Linked DNA regions of Anser cygnoides: region 2 is linked to region 1. The links are chromatin contacts, called in public Hi-C maps. All regions are on one chromosome and are shown on one strand. The core of a region is the stretch at or near the end of the contact, and the rest is flanking DNA. Distances in the headings are between cores, read along the strand shown.

The links. A called contact is a pair of places that touch in the nucleus more often than the background predicts.
Region 2: a contact with region 1 is called in a Hi-C map of liver, with 2.1 times the contacts expected there. The contact joins the promoter of GOLIM4 here to the promoter of SLC2A2 in region 1. A contact is called at or near these places in 2 of 7 Hi-C or Micro-C datasets (both in liver).

What each region holds. Positions count from the first base shown.
Region 1 is chr9:22,009,990-22,012,562 of Taihu_goose_T2T_genome, forward strand. It overlaps SLC2A2 (solute carrier family 2 member 2), which reads left to right and starts at 1,305. Exons shown (of 11, transcript XM_048059337.2): 1 at 1,305-1,539; 2 at 2,065-2,160; 3 at 2,275-2,573. The coding sequence starts at 1,507.
Region 2 is chr9:22,911,995-22,914,567 of Taihu_goose_T2T_genome, forward strand. GOLIM4 (golgi integral membrane protein 4) reads left to right here and starts at 1,300. Exons shown (of 15, transcript XM_013174659.3): 1 at 1,300-1,963. The coding sequence starts at 1,777. It overlaps LOC106032155 (multiple epidermal growth factor-like domains protein 6), which reads right to left and starts at 1,140. Exons shown (of 40, transcript XR_010833610.1): 1 at 777-1,140; 2 at 495-649.

The sequences.
Region 1 (2,573 bases), core at 55-2,554:
GCTGCCCCCTGCTAACCCGCGCAAGGCGACACGGCCACATCCAGAGCCCAGTTCAGAAAAACACACGGGCTGGGCTGTGACAGCGTCACCAGGAGCTAAACACGTGCGTTAATGGATTTAATTAAAGCTTTGCCCAGGGGCAAGTCTCTGGCGGCGGGCACCACAGCGCTGGGTACCCCAGCACCGCCCCGCTCTCTTTTTTTTGGTGTTTCCTGTCATCCACACCCCACCGGTGACCCTATCGCTTTCCTCACCTCACGCACCCCAAGCAGGGACGTGGGAGGGGGCTCAGCCCTGCAGTTTCCCGGGTCCCACAAAAGCTCGGCCCCTGCAGCCGGTGGGGCTGCAATCAATGCGCACAGGAATGCAGCGAACACTTTGCCCCGGGTTAAAGTTTTACTCTGAGACCAGAGCAAAGATTAGTGGTCTTTTTCTCCTCGTTTTTTTTTTTTTTTTCCTCTTCCTCCGTAGAAGGTGCATGTAGCGCCCATGTGAAGGCTGCCTGAGCGCCGTCGGTGACTCACTCGCCTTTCCTTGGCTGGCAGCTGTGAAAGCTCACCTGGGAGGCAGTGGAATTAATCACCTCCGGGGCTGAGTCAGGCCTTGGCGTGCCTCCGCTGGATGCTGCATCCATTGCCAGCTGATGATGGCAGTGCCCGCGCCCGAGACCAGCTCAGACCAGATTTTTGCATCGCTGTGCAAAGTTCGGCAAGTGCCCGCAGCAGGGCGGCGATACCCGACAGCATCGGCAGCACGGCGCACGAAAAGGGATGGCGTTGTGATGGTTTCTGGGCCGCTTTGCTGTGTTGTGTCCCCGTGCACGCCTACGGCACTCTCCTTCCCCGGCTGCCCGGGTGTACGGCTGCGCACCAGCAGGGCACGGCGGTGGCTGCAGGTCTGTGCCTGCGGAGAGAGACCCGCACGCATCTGGGTTTGCGTGTCCTCTGTGTGCACGTTATGCACGCACACAAAGCTATTTCAGAGCAGGTGCCAAGTGATGTTTAAATAAAGCACTCGTTTTCTAGCATCTTTGCTACACGTGCTGGAAAGGTTCCTTCTGGCTAAAGTTCAGCGAGGAGTTTGGGGGTTCGGCAAACGAATCCCCCGTGGAAGCCAAGACGGGTGCAGCACACCCAGAGCCCGGCTGCGGCACGTCCCCAAGCCCCCCGCACGCCACATCCCGGTGCCGCGGGGACGGCCAGAAATCAAAACTCAGCCTGCCGGCTGGATTTCCCAGGTCTCACCCCCTGTCTTCGGGGGGTGTCCCGTTCTTTCGTTTGTCCCCCCCCAAAATTTCAGGGGATTGGCAGTGACGGCTCTGGGCTGGTCAGACGGAGGATATAAGTGTTGGGAAGACGGGTTTCTCATTAACCCCGGAGGTGATATAGCCCCATCTCCCGCAGCACAAACCGCTTTGCTGCTCCCGCTGTCCCTCCTCCTGCACCGAGCCCTCGCCCCGCTCCGCAGCCCAGGACAGAGCCGGGAGGGCAGCGGAGGAGCCGAGGGATGGACAAGAAAAGCAAAATGCAAGCAGAGAAGGTAACCACGGCTCAGCACCGTCTGTGCACTGGAATTTCTGAGGGAAACCAGCACCCGGGGGTGGTATTTATTGCCCGCTAAGACCAAAACCAACAAAATTTTCCCCCTTAGTTATCTGGCCTGTGATGTTTGTGTACAGAGCAGGGGCAAAGGGGCCAAGGGATTATTTTCTGTTATTTTTAAGAACTTTGTCACCTTACGGGATAATTTCAACCGCGACGGAGGGAGAAGGTATTTGAAACGGGACTGCTGAAAAACAAAGTCTTGGCTGTTTTTTTTCCTAGCTGCTCTGCTCCAGCAGCGCTGCTGTGCCCCTTCCTGCTGCCGGCCCCCAGAAAGCCCCCAGGGACCAGCAGGGCGGTGGGCACGGGTCGCTGTATGTGGGGCAGCACCGCGTCCTGCCTGCCCCTGGGCTCTCCCTTCTCTTTGGGAGCCAGCTGGAGTGACCCCGAGGGCTCACCGGGATCCCGGGGGGGGGTCCTGGGGCAGGGCAGGGGCTGAGGCTGTTCTCTGCTCCCTCGGCAGCACCTCACGGGAACGCTGGTCCTCTCCGTCTTCACCGCGGTGCTGGGCTTCTTCCAGTACGGCTACAGCCTGGGCGTCATCAACGCGCCCCAGAAGGTAAGCGCCGAGCCGGGCTGCAGGGCTGGGGGCCTGGGTGTCACGAAAACACCCCAAAACACAGCCGGGGGGGGGGTTATAGACGTGAGCCGACGGCGTTTTTCCTCTTTGCAGGTGATAGAAGCCCACTACGCGCGCGTGCTGGGCATCGTCCCCCTGGACAGACAGGCCACCAACACCTCCGGGGAGGACGGCGCCATCCCCAGCACCATCCCCAGCACCATCCCCAGCACCATCCCCGGCACCGTCCCCGGCACAGAGGCTGGGGGCAGCGCTGAGGGGACGCTCGCGCCCCCCGAGGACCTCGCCGCCTCCCCGCACGTCCTCACCATGTACTGGTCCCTCTCCGTGTCCGTGTTCGCCATCGGCGGCATGGTCTCCTCCTTCACCGTGGGCTGGATCGGCGACCGGCT
Region 2 (2,573 bases), core at 50-2,549, 900 kb after region 1:
CTCCTAAAGGCAAGGGAAAAGAAAATGAATTTTTTAAAAGCATCGCTATTTCAAAGCAATTACAAATACTTCCTGGGTGCTTACCTCTCAGTTTTGAACAAGTCCTCTATCTTATAATTAGGAAAGCAAGGCATTCAGTTAAATTAAAAGACAATGAATAAAAATTTGAAATATATTTAGACAGAAGCCACGCCAGCTTGTAGTACCGGCTGCTATTCATTACTGGTAGATGTAGAATATTTTAATAACAAAATTTTAAACCTCTTTTATGTTGTTTTTCTTTTAAGGCCAGAACAATGCCTGTGAAAAACACAGATCAGTGAGCTGGATATGTTTATAAAAAGAACTTTGGAATATGTCTTTCATTTTTTGTTAATACTACTAGTTTAGCTTGAGACGAGCAGGTTTTTCTTTTTCTTGCTGATAAAATACAGTAGCATGAAGAACTCTGACATCATGCTGGTGAAGGATAAATCCCATAAAACCCTCCTCACCTCTTTACGCATGACAGTGGCATTTGGGAGCAGGGTACACACACAGCCATGCCGTGTACCTGACCTAATAATCCAGCAGTGGCCCGAGCAAGACTCTGAGCGAAGGAAAAGGCCAAGCATGGTGAGGGCAGCACCTCCCGGGTGCGATCAGCAGCCTGCAGACAAAAATAAAGGCACGGGATGACCGAGAGAAATAAATATGAGGAGCAGCTAAGGGAACTGGGGTTGTTTGGTCTGGAGAAGAGGAGGCTCAGGGGAGACCTTATTGCTGTCTACATCTACCTGAAAGGAAGGTGTGGGGAGCTGGGGGTCGGCCTCTTCTCACAGGTAACGAGTGATAGGACCAGAGGGAATGGCCTCAAGTTGTGCCAGGGGAGGTTCAGGTTGGAAATGAGGAGACATTTCTTCTCAGAAAGAGCAGCCAGGCGTTGGGACGGGTTGCCCAGGGAGGTGGTGGAGTCCCCGTCCCTGGGGATGTTGAAGGCGAGGTTGGACGTGGTGCTTAGGGACATGGTTTAGTGGGTGACATTGGTGGTAGGCGGGCGGTTGGACCAGGTGATCTTGGAGGGTTTTTCCAGCCATAAGGAGTCCGGGATTCTCAGATTCTAAGCCGGGCGCTCTGGGAGCCCCCACTCCCGGCGCCCCGCTCCCCTCACAGGGCTCGCTGCGGGCTGCGGGCGCTGCTGCCCCGGGCGGGCCGGACGGACGCGGCGGGCACCCAATGCGCTCAGCCGCTGCCTCCCCGAAGGGAGGGGAGAGAGCCGCGGCCGGGCCCAATGAGGCGGCGCCCGGAGCGGGACTTCCTCCGGGGAGCCGGCGGCGGCGGGGCAGCGGCGGCGACACGTAAGTGAGGGGCAGGGGGAGCTGCCTTTGTTCCCCTCGGGTGGCGGCGGCGGGGCCGGCCTCAAGGATAGGGGGCGCCTGAGGAGGTGGGCGCCGGGGATCCCGCGGCCCCGCTTCAGCCCGGACCCAGCGCCGGGGGCTGGGACGAGCCGGCCGGGGGCAGCCCCCTCCGGAGAGCCCCTCGCAGCCCCTCAGAGCCCCGCGGCCGCAGCATGCGGCTGGGGCGCCGGCCCCGCTCCGCCTCGCCGCGCCGGGCCCGCCGGCAGGAGGAGAACGGCCCGGGCGTCGCGGCGGTGCCCCGGGGCTGAGGCGCCCTCCCGGCCCCTCCGGCCCTCCCTCCGGCCCTCCCTCCCATGTCTCCGCCTCGTCGTCCGCCGCCTCCAGCCGCCCGCCGCTGAGCCGTGAGGGGCGGGGGGCCCTCGGGACCCCGCCGGGGGACATGGGCAACGGGATGTGCTCCCGAAAACAGAAGCGGATTTTCCAGACCCTTCTGCTCTTGACCGTGGTGTTCGGCTTCATCTACGGGGCCATGCTGTACTACGAGCTGCAGAGCCAGCTGAGGAAGGCTGAGGCCACGGCGCTCAAGTACCAGCAGCATCAGGAGTCCCTCTCGGCCCAGCTACAAGGTACCGCTGCCCTGCTGGCCCCCTGCCCGCGGTCCCCGTACACCCTCCTCTGCTGGGGAAACCCAGCTCCAGCCGTCCCAACGCTTGGGAAGTTTTGCTCCTTGCCTTCTTCTCCCCCTCCTCTCTCCCCGTGAGGTTTTGCTGTCAGGCCGTGGGTGAGACCCCAGCCCCACTGACGTCAGTGGCACGTTTCGCTGCCGGTTCCTAGAAAGCTCCGCTATTCCCTCGCCCCCGCACGCTTTCTGGAGTGCCTCTCGGTCCCAAAGGGTTGCACATCGCTCGGCAGTTCCTGGTATGAAAGGCAGGGATACTCCCGTTCATGTCATACAGAACGTGTCCAGTTCTGGGACTTCTGCGTGCCTCCGCGTTGTCTTAGCAGTACTAGTGGTGCTGAGCAGCTATTCGGCTGTAAAAAAGCAAGGCTACAGTTCCAGGAGGACAGCGTGAAAGTTAAATAGCTCCAGCAGGGTGAGGGATATTCTAATAAACGTTTTTTTTCAAAGGGTAAGTTATTTGGATAAAGGTATTCTATAACTGTTGAAACAGCCTTGATTTTCTTGGCTTAAAGCTGCCACTTAAATACAGATCCATACCTATCTTGGTTTGAGGT